Linked DNA regions of Zea mays: region 1 is linked to region 2. Evidence: chromatin contacts called from public Hi-C data. All regions are on one chromosome and are shown on one strand. Each heading gives the region's core, a stretch centred on a gene start, on an enhancer-like site or on the middle of the called end of the contact. The rest is flanking DNA. Distances are from core to core; before and after follow the strand shown. Region 1 holds the start of LOC100280698 (lipoprotein). Region 2 holds the start of LOC100276311.

Region 1 (7,223 bases), core at 838-3,337, 320 kb before region 2:
AAAGATGTCTTTACGCAGCGTTTTGGTGTCATGTACAGTAAATTATGTTTGATTGTTTAGATCTTTGTGTTGTAGCAGGTGTCTTACGTTTCCAGTAGGGGTAATGTTATTTTGGAGCTGTTTGGTTTGCTGTCTAAAACGTCACATCGTATCTAACTTTTCTACCTAAGTTTAGTTCTTCAATTCGAGCGACTAAGGTTAGGTAGATTATGATAAAACTAAACAACCTTATATCTATGGGTTTATGCAAATCTACATTGACTAATATATCATTAAACCTAACGTACCGGCAAACGTTGCATTATGCCTTGCTTTGAGCACTCACTGCACTCTGCAGTACTGAGTACTGACCCCAGACAACCAACATGCGTAAAACAGTTTTCAAAGTTTCGTCTTCATACATTATTATATCAAGGTGGCATTAAGTACATCTTATTGTCAGATTTTTCGATCTGCACCAGCAAACACAAGGCCCACCAAGTAGCGGTGCCGCCTGCCTATACGACACGAGTCACACGACGCGGCATAGGAATATACGTAGGTGCACGTGCTGCAATGCAACTGGATCAGAGCGTATATATGCCTACGCGCCGTAGCGTAGGACGTGGCGGTTCTTGGTCGGGGAGCCGGTGTACTGGACGGTGCTCTGGTAGGTCTCGTAGCGGCGTCCGCCGCCGAGATCCTCGCGGCTCTCGTACGACTGGTAGCGGCGCAAGCCGCCGAGGTTGCCAGCCCCGTGCTTGTACGCCCCGCCCCCGTAGCCGTAGCTGTGCTGCACGCCGCCCTGCGGCGTCCGGCCGCCGTGCGGCAGGAACGCCTCCTCGCAGTCGCTCTCGTCGCTCTCGCTCTCGCTTTCGCTCTCGCTCTCGCTCTCGTATATGCCCTGCCTGTAGCCTTGCTTCTGAGCGACGGCGGCGCCACCACCATAGTGAGCGCCGTATCCTCCCGCGCCAGTTCCAGCGTACGCCTCCTCGTACTGGTAGCCGCTCTTCTTCGCTTTTCCACCGGCGGTGGCGCCGCCGCCGTACCCGTACGCATCTTTATGGTAGCCGCCGTACTGCTGCACGGCGCCACCGCCGCCGCCGCCGTAGTGAGAGTCGTACCCTCCTGCACCACTTCCGCCGTAGTACTGGTGGCCGCCCTTCTTCACTTTGCCATCGGTAGTGGCGCCGCCGTACCCGTACTGCTGCACGGCGCCACCACCGCCGCCGTAGTGCGCACCGTACCCTCCTGCGTCAGTTCCGCCGTACGCCTCTTGGTACTGGTAGCCGTTCTTCTTTACTTTGCCACCGGCGGCGGCGCCGTGCCGGTACACATCTTTGTGTCCGTCGTGCTGCTGCACGGCGCCACCACCGTAGGGAGCACCGTACCCCGCCCCCGCCCCTGCCGCGTTCTTGTGCTTGTAGGCCTGCTGCTGGTCGTAGGCGTACGTCTGCGCGACGGCACCGGCACCACCGTGGTGAGCGCCGCCGTAGCTCTCTCCGCACGCCTCCTGCGCGTAGCTGTAGCCTGCTTGCTTCTTCACGCCGCCGGCGCCGTAGCCGTACCCTGCACCTTCGGTCTCCCCGTATGCCTCGTGCTGCTTGTAGTTGTAGCCCGGCTTCTTCACGGCGGCCACACCCCCGTAGCGGGCACCGTACTCCGTGTCGACGACGCGCTTCTCCTCCTCCTCCTCCTTGTATAACTCGTCGTGCCAGCTTCTGACGGCGGCAGCAGCACCGCGCACCTCCTCCTTGTCCTCCTTGAAGGAGGAGTGCTTCTGCTGCACGGCCACGGCGCCCTTGTACGCTTCGTCGTGCTCCTGGAACGCCTCCACCTTGCAGGCCTGCTTCTGCACGCCGCCGCCGTAGCAGGGCTTGTCGTCGACGGCCATTCGGTTCATCTCCGTGACGACGGTGGTCACGGACTCGGTGTTTTGGCGGTGGTAGTTCATATGGGGATTGCTGCTGCCGTAACCACCATAGCCGTAGCCGTAGCCATTGCCACGCCTCACAAGCGAGTGCATACTAGGAAGAAGAACTGAAGAAGCACGGTAGTGCAACTCTCTGCTTACTCTGGCTGCGCCGCGCCTTGGCTTTGTGTTGGTATGGATGATTGGTCATTTGGTCTGCTTTATATATAGCGCCGTAGGCCGTGGCGAGAACGCGAGGGGAGAGCAGGCTGAGGGCATCTGTGCTCTTGCTCGATAGGATAGGATAATATGGTACGGTGATGGTGGTGGAGCAGGGGCGGCAAGCAAATGGATGGATATGTGCTCCATCCGTTACTTGACTCGCTTTCTATCTAATCTATCTGGGCATCTTGGAATAATGGTTGGATCGAACATTTCGATTTCCCTTGAGCCTAAGAAATCAATGTCGAGTGCTTAATTATGGTCCAAATAATTAGAAATCAGGTGGCGCTCTATTATTGCTCCATAGTACGTATACAGCTAATGGTCATTGAGGCACTGCAGATGCTCTTGACCAAGGCATCTATCTATCTGAATACACACACACACACACACGTTAATAATACAGTCGGAGGGAGCGATCGACAACGCATCGCACAAACATAGCGACCATAAGATCATAGTATATATTTCTTATTCTTCTATATATAAAGCTAACGAAGAACATATTCGCGCGTGCCAAACTTGATGGCCTGCTTGCGTAGCAGTAGCAGTAGCAGGGATGCTTATCATCTCCCCTCCCGCCTCGTAGTAGTAGCGTCAAATGATTCCATCCATATCATGGATGGACCATTGAACGTCTCACGTCACGTGCGACGGTACTCTCAACTCCGATGCTGCTGCCGCCGCCGCCGTAGTACGTGGGTGTAGGCCAGAGCCATGCATACACTTGCTTTGATGCCTGCCGTCTACATTATGTTTATGCTCGGTTTCTCTAATATTTTTTTTTGAATTTAGAATTTACCATGAAGTGGACTCCAGCTGAGATCCATCATGGCCCGTGTTTGGTTCGACTTTTCAGCCGATTCTGGCCGCCATAAGCGGGTTTTGGTGTCCAAACGTCTAGATTCTGAGGTGATTCTAGCCACCGCCGATTTTCTGAGAAGCAGGTTTTCAACGACTGCGGAGAAGCAGCTCAGCACCACGTCCGTGTGAAGTCTCGTGAATCCTGGTCTCATCTGCTTCGTACGTACGTCTGACTCTCTCTTTATCTCAACCCACATCGATTATATTACTGGTAAATACGCACTAACTGTACTAGGACGATCAGTAATCATCAACACTTTAGCCGTGATGTTAATTACGAGCATTATATTAGATAGATATACGGGCCATTTACATCCATGCCGAAAAAAAGCTAATGCTTAGTGTCATGGTTTGTTATCTGAACCGGTCAATAGTTATATTGTAATAGACAAATCATGTATAATTTTAATCAGGTTTTAATTATTGTGTCTTTGCCTATTTTCTTTTTTCACTAAGAATCTACAATCTCATAATCTGCGTATCCAAATACCTAGATTCTAACCGGATAAAAAAACAAACACAAACTTACATGATATTTAAAAAATAAACTAATTCGAGCGGAATTGATGTCAAATACAGTTGGTATAAAAATTAATACAGAATACCAACTCATAGCACTAAGAGAATGCCAACATGTATTTCTAATGCTGTCAATGCATACAACAGGCCCCAACGGAATTAATGCACTAGTTGGTTGTTTGTATTTATCTGTTTTCTTTTTTTAATCAGAATCTACAATCTCATAATCTGCGTATCCAAACACCCAGATTCTACCCACCAGCTTCTCTCCACAGCAGCCGAACCAAACACCCAGATTCTAATCACCAGTTTTTCCCACAGCCAACTTTTCGCTACAACCAGCTTTTCAGAAAAGCTCTTCAGAAAAAAGCCGAACCAAACAGGCCCATGGTTTACTAGAAAACCGTTTGACAACACAGCCACTCTGAAACTGCCTCTTTTACCTTTAGATAGATAGACGACCTCACATGTTACTCTCTCATGCCTTCTTCCTCACGAAGAAAAAAAAAGATTTTTTAAGATGGTACCCTTAGACCGTGGTCACGACCAGGCGCAGAACCTTGACCGTCTCGAACGGACCAAAAGTAAAACGGACCTTGGACCATTTTAATATTAATTTTGGTATATAATGACTAGCACAACTTTGCTAAGTGATTGATTATAGAGGCTAAAAGATAAAGCATATACTTAGACAATATGTGCAAAGCAAATTCCGAAGATCAACTTGGATAAAGTTGTCAAACAAAGGACTTAAAAAGAGATTTATTGAAGATTTGTCTAGCTAGGTCATACCAAGGTCCAAGACACAAGGCAAATCAAGCCCAAACAAAGCAAAAAATCGTAGAAACAACTCAGAACACACTAGAGAACCCTAGACGTATCTGGTGGCGCACCGGATACGTCTTGCAGAGAGGCTAGATTCGGACTTGGAAATACGGAGAGCACCGAACGTATCTGTTGGCACACCATACACTGGGCTAAATTCGGACTATAAATTAGGAAAAATAATTTATAGTGTACAAATCTTTTAGAGAAAACTTATAAACATATATTTTCAACAAAGGAGTAACTAAAATCATATAGGTATACTTCTATTAGAGCATCTCCAAGAGACTCTTTATTTTTGAATCTTTATTTGACTCTTTATTTGTATCTCCATAAATATTAAACTCTATATATAACATCTCATTCCAACAGACTCTCCAACATGCAAGTTAGCTTGGCTAGGGAGAGTTGCTAGCCAAATTTGGCTAGTGAGAGAGTTAATTTAGAGAGACAGATAGCTTAGCAAGTTAAATGACTAGTCTGCTGGAGAGCTATTATGCTATTAAGTAGCTAAAATTTAGCTTGACAAGCTATTTAGCTAGTCTATTGGAGATGCTCTTAAATCTTCATTAGAAACCATATTTGTTTATGGAGATGTAACTTCAAGAATAAGAAAGTTACAATTAAAAGGTATTTTAATTCAAAATCTTTAGAGAACTTTTTCTAGATTCAAAAATAAGATTTTGGGTGTTACAATTACCGACTAGTAAATTTCGTGGTTCGTTCGTATACTAGTTTAGGCAACGTGCCCTACATCTGGTGTGAGTTGCTCGTGCTGCTACTCCGTAAACAGAGTTCAAGCTTTGACCGGTAGCTCCCTCAGGCTATCTACAATGCATACCGCTTGAGTCCCCCTCCGTTAACACTGTAGTCGTTGTAGAGGCGACAATGCTCCTCTTGTCACCGCAGCGCTGCCCCCTCCGTAGCCCCCTAGGTAGCAGCTTCTTTCTCTCTCATGTTGCATATGGCGTATCCCATGCGTGTCCCCTAGACACTATTGAGGACCGAATTCCATGCATACGGTTGTTTGTTAGCTGCGAAAAAATGATGATGAATTAGAAATAGATATAGGAAAATGATATTATATAGTTGTAGTGGGGTATAGGGGATAATTTAGAGGAAACTGCTGGGGGATGAAAATTTAGGGGATGAAATGTTAATGATGTGACACAAAAAAGTGATATAGAGGAAGAAATTTAGGGAGAACCGTTGCGGATAGTCTCAGGGTCGAGCGCCAAGAGGACGCTTCCACGCATCACCGCCTACTGGTGGTTGGGCGGCGGGCCCAGCATGGGCGAGGAAGTCGTCTGTTTGCTCGGAGTGTCAGACTGTCTGCATGGGTCGACGCTCTAGCTCCCTCTCCCCTTGCATGCCGGCTAGAGAAGACCCCTCACTCGCGCAACAGTTGCCTCTACGGAGCCCCCTAGCAAGCGAAGCGCTTCTCTCTCCCTCCACTCCTTGCGGTACACTGTTCATGTGCCCTTACACTGTTTGGCACTGTGTTGTGGGCCCACGATGAATTATTAGTAGATCAAAAATTGATAGTGATTGTAATGGGTATAGGGGAAGTATTTAGGGGGAAACCGCTGCAGAAGACAAAAAAGTAGGGGATAAAATATTGATGATGTGACATAAAAAAGTGATATAGAAGAAAAAATTTAGAGAAAACCCCTGCGGATAGTCTCAAGTAGTTGGTATTGGCCCGTACCGTTTACTGTCCACTGTAGCGAACAGTAGCGTTGTTCACTGTTGTGGCATCACACGCCCCGCTCCTGTCAACCAACTCCTCCCGCTGTCAGAGACGGATGCTGTCGTACCGTGGGGATGGCGTAGATCGTAGTTGTGCGAGGTATGAGCGATGGCTAGAGGCAAGGGGAGGAAAGATTTATCTATTGCTTGAGTTTCCCTTATTACATAGTCACACACATATATATAACTTCCAAAGCATATCTTAATTGGACTCTCAACAAACTCTAAACCAAATCTTCTAAATATTCTCCTGCCTAATCTTCTAGCCCCTAACTCCTAACCAAAACATCCCTATAACCAACTAAATCCTAATCTGACTAAAAACAAATATAGAGAAATATCTACAGCTCATCATACGAGCTGTTGCGACCACTAGCTTCTTTCTATAGGTGTATATTCGGGCAGTCCGGCCTGGCCCGGCCCAAGCTCGAAAAGGCCCATATTATTTGAATTTCGAGCCGGCCCACGACCCGGCACGTAGTTGCTTAAACGCGCCGGACTCATTTCGGGTGTCCCGAAATTATAAAACTCCAAAATTCATTTTTTGGCCAGAAATTCACATTAGGGTCCGAAATTCAATTTTTGGCCCGAAATTCACATTAGGGTCCGAAATTCACATCAGAGCCCTAAATATAAAACCAATTTAATAAAACAAATAAAAGATAAGCCAAATAAATTTGAACAAAAACAAACTTAATATTTGTATTAAAGTTACCATAGCTATGCAATGACTACCTCGTTTACAAATCATTTTGTTAGAAGGAAAAAAGAAGTATAATCATCTCTATACAAAGTTCGTAAGTTCAATTTATTATCTAATGTTCATAACAAAAGTAAAATTACATCACATACTCTAATTCAAATCTAAAAAACATCTAACTAGCATTATCTCTAGCTTTGTGTTCTTTATCAAGTACATGAAAGTGTGGAATGAAGTGTGATTTTAATAAATACTAGTCGGTTGCCCGTGCGTTGCGACGGCTTACAACAATACCCACGTGTTGGGCACCAAAAAGAGCCAGCGGACGGTCCGGCCCTGGGACCGGACGGTCCGCGGTCCGGACAGTCCGCGCCTGTGGGCCGCAGGTCCGCGCGCGCAGAACAGATTAGGGTTCCGAGTTTCTTGCCGTGTTTGTTAACGAAATTCACGGGA
Region 2 (6,383 bases), core at 918-3,417:
CACTAGCTTCCGAAAACCCGCTACAGTTTATGGGAAGAGCACTTGCAAGAATCTCCCGTCCGACCGCCATCGCAGCAAATCAACCCGAGAACCTCCTTGCATGCAACTTCCCTACTGCCCTTGCCCCTTTCGGGTAAGGTAGTCTTCCACTAGCTTTCCTAATTAGTCAGCCAAGGGCGTCCCATTAAACCCTTGTGGCGGCACGTGTTTCTCAAGTTAAGCTCCATGTTCCAATTAACAATAATATAATGATCTTGACATGAACATAAATAAAATAACATAATAACTGGAACATGGATATAATAAATAATTATCCCAAAATCATGTAAAGCAATAGCAAAAACTACCCATGTGATTCAGGGGTAAACAAGGTAATGAGATAAACAATCTAGGGTGACCTATTGGGTCCCATCAAAATTAGACCTATGCATGGTAAATGATTACAAAGAACATTATTGGGTAACAAAAGTGAATCAAGGGCACAACTTGCCTGGCACTTGAGATTCCAGTTACCAGGGTGATTCTTCAGATCCTCGTGACCACACGCTAGTCGTAGCAATACAAACAAACATGATATAGACAAAATTAACATCACACCAAACATAAGTACAAACTGAATAATAATAATCTACACGTCGCTACAAGATCGTGGGAACGAGAACCACTAAAATTGGAGTTACGATTAAGGAGTTATGATTTTATAGAGAATTTATGTGATTAAAATATTAAACTATATTATAATTTGGTTAATATAAATCATATGAGAGGTTATTCTATAAATAATTATCTCAACTTTAATCTAAGTTATAAATTGACCATAGATCTTATTCTAGTAGGTTATAATGATAAAGAGATTAACAAGACTAACCAACATAAGTTAAATAAAGATCTAGTGATAAAATAATGAGACATGGTATAAGAAATGTTTTTATTGTATAGAAAACATTTATACGAGACTAACGCAACTTGAACGGATCAAATCGGAATCATAGATTTTAAGTTATGAATTCCCAAAGTTCGTATGTGCTTGCTACAAAATTATTTGAGTAATCATGTCTGGTATGGGTTTCATGCTAAAACAGTGCTACCAAGTAATAGACAATATTAATATAAAATTATAGGAAGTGGAATGGACTAAAAAGGATTTAATATGAATTTTCTATGATTTATACAAGTTTCTACCATTATTTTTGTATTAAAAATGAATTTAAAATGAATTTCTCTGATTTTATTCGCTGTCTGGACTGTGCGCATGAATTCAGAGAATAACAGAGGCTAACACGTAAATTTCTTAAGACTCAGTGAACAGTCCTATGGATTGCGAGTTGAATCTAAAATAACAGATGGGTTCTTTAATATAATTGTCGAGGCCGAAGGGGTATTGCGCGACCTGAGCCGCTTGATCTGTTTTCAAGGGACCAGATTAGATCGAACCACATCCAAACCGGTATGCCAGGTTTTAATCTGAGTCGCAACTTGCCAGATCCACGGTTCAGATTTCCCCGCTCGAAGGGTTACGCGCGACGTGATCACGACCATTGAATACCAATCAATGGCCATCGGTTCATCTTTAACCCCTGTCCGTCGAATACGCTGGCGAGGGAGACCGCTCAAGTAGCCGCCATTACCACGGCGCTTCAGGTGCTCCCAAAGCCTAACCGAATACAACTAATCTACGTGAAGGAAACAGGTAAGCAATCAAGAGTTCTTACCAGTTTCAGAGCCCGCGCAATCACGAGAGTCCCGGCCGCGGAGAGGTCCCGCATCCGACTGGTCCTTTGTGACATCCATTGTGCTGGTGCGGCCGCGCGCATGCAGTTGTCGCGGGGCACGGTTGCTATCGCATAGGAGCGTTCCCGGCCGCCATCCTCTGCCAAGAACAGCTTCAGTGGCCTCCGGCGAATCACCCAGCCCCGTTTGACACCGAGCGGCAGCATGGCCCATGGGTGAGGATGGAAGCCTCCACCTGTGGTTTCTCTCTCGCTCACGTGGTTGTTTCTGGGCTGGGTTTTGCGGTACGTGGCTTCTACCATGCAGAGCTGTGGCTTCCTTTTTTTATGGACGAGACGTGGGGCTGCTCAGCTGTATTTAGCTCCAGGCGAACGGAAGAAACAGACTTTGGCGCTCGACGTGTGGCTATGGAGATAGAGGCTGGGAGTCTGCGGAGAAAAGGTCTAGCTGAGATCCAGTGCATGCGGGTGGTTGTAACAGCTTCAGGAAGAAGCCGACTGCCTGCATGGCCCCAGCCCCCATGCGCGAGCGTCACTTGTGCGGCGTGAGGGATGTAATGCATGATGCCATGCTCATGTCGTGCTGAGGCAAGTGACCAGAGAAATAATAAACAAAGGACTTGTGGCCTAATCCTAGTTGATCGGCTGGTGCTTTTAATCCCAAAGCAGTTAGTGTTCTGTTTTTTTTTTTGCGTCTCCATTTTTCACAATCGAAATTGAAATCGGATTTAGATAAAGTTCAAATTTCAAGCTTAATTCAAATGCTCGATCAAAAAAAATCCAGAATGCCATGCAAATTTTATTTATTGATTGACTAATTATTCACCTAGATAAATGCTTCTATATACATAATTTCATAAGAGAATAATTCACATATATTTTTTTTATTTTAGGGTAGTATTATTTTTGAATGTGCAGACAAATTAAAAGTTATCTCAAAATAAATGTACATCACTTATTTGCCATTTTTAGGGGAATAACCTCTAGTGTAAAATATTTATTAAGAGATTGGTCAAATATATAGCAAGTTTTTTTTTTATTTCTATTTTCCTTTGCACGTCCAAAGTTTCAAATTTGATTCAAATTAATTTTTTTCTGTATTCACAAAATCGAATGCAACAACCAAAACTCCAATATGCTCTCAAAATTAAACATTTTATTTAGTATTTTATTTAATAATCCCAATGCATGATTCACGCAAAAATAAGTATTTTTTTAGAAGAAGTGTATAACCTTTATCAAGATATGTTTTAATTAAGAGTACTTATAAATATATAGTTCAACAAAGTAATAACTAAATTCATATAGGGATCCTTTTATTTAATCTTTGTTAGCCAACAAATTAAATTTAGGAGATGTTACTTGAACAGTAAGAAAATTCTTATTAAAGATATTTTGTTTCAAAAACCCTTGGATAATTTTATGAATTTCTAAAATAGAATTTTGGGTACTACATCGGCTCGGCTCGTTTCCACCCCTAGACATGACTATTCGCCCTAGTCCTGGAAAAGAGCTGAAAATAACAAAAGATACCGTCAGGTTGATATTGGGTTTGCCTAGCGCCAGCGGTGGTAGAGATTTCACTGATTGGTACGGGGAAGTTGATGCAACATCAAAGCTCAGACGAGATTTGAAAATATCAAAAGATGAGTTCGATGTAGTGAAGCTGTAGGACAAACTTGTTGAAGGAAATGATGATCAGTTGTCCATTCGCTGTTTCTTTCTTATACTATTCAACCGCCCATTGTTCTCATTACAAACAATGAAGTGTTAATGACTAAAAACATGGACCACATGGCTGACATTGACCGGTGCCAGTTGCTATATACTGACCTATGTGACACTGCCAGCCAATGGCATAAGAGGAGTACTATATACATTTTATATCTTTATTTTCTCAGATATACTACCTGTATCACCTGATGAGCCCTTCATCCCCAGAAAACAAGTACGAACACCTCGTATTAAGTTTTTTGATAAAGAAACAATCATAGATTTGATCAGAGCTGATAAGAGGAGGCCCCGTCAATCCGGGGAACCTTTTGGCCACTGTGAGGTAAGACCGTTTTTTTTCTTAACATGAGTAACTACTTGTATAGATAACATGTTTACAGATACTAATATTTTTTTATCTTATTTGCCATCTGTTCTGTAGTACGAGCGAGACATGCTACGTTGCTGCGCCAGAACGACCAGTAAATGACATTTTCAATATATGTGCCCCTCGCATCAAGCACTTGATCGCAAGCAAAATTCATTGTATGCCTGCCTTTTATCGCTCAGGTTTCGAGGCACTCCTTGATTGTCACGACAAAGAGGTTGACCAGTATTGTGCAACTCTTGAAATTACACATCGCAATCTAGTAGCCAAGCAGATACAGTTATCTCAGACTTTTGAAGAAATGATTGACGAGGTCATCCAAAGAGCTTCGGATGCTGCTGCTTCTACTGACTCTGTATAAGGTAACTTTTTATTGATCATGTCACACTACATTAACCTATGCCATTACATCATAATTATATATATTTTTTGAACTTGCACACTAAAGTTTATAGGTTTTAATCCCACCAAACTACATGATACTTATGTCAGTCACGCATATTACTTATGTTCCGGATACCTCCTATAATGTAGCCATCCCATTTCATATCAATAATTATCCCACAGACACACATATCTTGTTCCATTATGTATGCAGTGTTCCACAAATCAGGCATACTACAATATATCTTTGTTCAATTATGACAATGTGTTACATGCTACCTTGATTTTGGTACCACAGAGCAGGGTACATCTTCAGTTCATCCCACACCAACGGCTCCACAAACCAACACTGTCCCTAACGGTACGCCTGGGGTTACGTTCGTTGACAATCATATGGACGAGCACACCACCCATACTCCAGTGCAAGATACACAAGGCACTATTCCGGTTCGTGTTTCATGTGTATACGATTCTATTTACTTTTTTTACTTTCAATTTCCATGCTCTCAAATTAACCCATAAGGAACTTTTAACAAGCATATTATTTGTATTTTCCAAAACAGCAAACTGGCAAATCTGATGATGTTGATGATGTTAATATGAGCTTATTACCACTTTTTGATTCTACTCCAACAACTAATGTATGTTTATTAATCACACCTCATTATCCACACCTTTTGCAATAGTATATATATTTTTCCACTTAATCTATTACAGGCCCCCATTGTTGATTAGAACAATGGTAGTTCTCTTTTGCCGGAACACCAGACTGAGTATATGTTTTTTATGCTCCCGTCATGATATGTTTATCCATCCATTACAATTAGAGCTAATGCATACCCTTTGTGTGAAATAGGTTGGAGAACAAATTCGTTCTGATGCTCCTCAAGAACAAGGCCCTCCAGTGTTTGACCACACCCAGTTGCACATGTCGGCTATGACTTTGATTTAATTATTGTTTAGTGTCAATTTTTAATATACAATACATGTATTTATATCCCCCAATATCATTTCATTGTTCTTACCAGCATCCACAAATTAAAATCGAATCAGTTCATGATCACCCACCAAAGCTTTCACGTTTGGATTGTGATCGGGGATTGATTGATTACATATGTGCACAACATACAAACACAAGAAGGTAGTAACTACAAATCCATATGTCAATTAACTTTTTTATTCCATATACTAAATGTATCATATATTGCTATCCATACATTTCAATAACATGATGGTATGTTATTATATTGCCACAGGAGCATAATAGATTTCAGTGGCTATGGTGGCACGTTGCTCGACATCATTTAGGCCTTTTCACTGAAAAATGTCTAGATAACTTCTTCATGCAGGGATTCATAAATTGAACTCGTGCAGATGATGAAGTGTCACATCCTGCATTCAAGAGGGATAGGCTAATCATGGATGTCAACGTAGGGGTAAGGTTTTCAATTAATCTCTTGCATACATTCCTTCTATTATCATAATTTGGATTATCACATATATTTTTTTGTATTTTACAGGGTGTTCTCAATATGGAAGAGTGTGAAGAACGTAGTAAGAATCCACATGCATTTACCACCACGATACTAGCAAATTTGCTTGATACTCTCCTCCCACCCAACAAACAACTCAGGGCATGCATAGTGGTAAGAACAGACGTGTGCTCAATCTGATTATTAACGTTCTCGATCGGCCACGGCAAGAAGGTCAGCATAGCAATGCTCGACCGAATGAGCCTCACAACCCAGGATTCGGTGGTCTGCCACCGGGCGCAATGGAGAAATTAGGGAAGAGATGGCTAAACTATTTCGAGATAGGTTCACAGTTAGTGTAGCCAAAGTAGGTCAATCATATCAAAAGTCATACAATCACCGGTTTGACACTATCCCATATCCACAAGGGCAAGGATAATAGAGTTTTCCAAATATTATGGTGAAAGTGGTAGAAACACATAAGAACATGTAGGCCAGTTTCTAGCACATCTAGGCGAATTGACCAATGGGGAAGTCTTTCGTGTTCGTTTATTCTCTTTATACCTTACTGGTACCACTTTTGCATGGTACGCCTCTCTACCTCCTAATTCCATTAATTCCTGGATTGATTTAGAAAGTAAATTTTAAGAGCATTTTTCTCGGGAAATATGAATTAGGGTTGGCTGATTTAGCCTC

What was found. A called contact is a pair of places that touch in the nucleus more often than the background predicts.
Region 1: a Hi-C map of ear shows a contact between it and region 2, with 4 times the contacts expected there. The contact joins the promoter of LOC100280698 here to the promoter of LOC100276311 in region 2. A contact is called at or near these places in 3 of 25 Hi-C or Micro-C datasets (ear, leaf and tassel).

Annotation. Positions count from the first base shown.
Region 1 is chr3:168,702,035-168,709,257 of Zm-B73-REFERENCE-NAM-5.0, reverse strand. LOC100280698 (lipoprotein) reads right to left here and starts at 2,087. Exons shown (of 1, transcript NM_001153617.2): 1 at 380-2,087. The coding sequence starts at 2,005. The coding sequence ends at 584.
Region 2 is chr3:168,384,749-168,391,131 of Zm-B73-REFERENCE-NAM-5.0, reverse strand. LOC100276311 reads right to left here and starts at 2,167. Exons shown (of 3, transcript XM_008676455.4): 1 at 1,713-2,167; 2 at 491-546. The coding sequence starts at 1,944.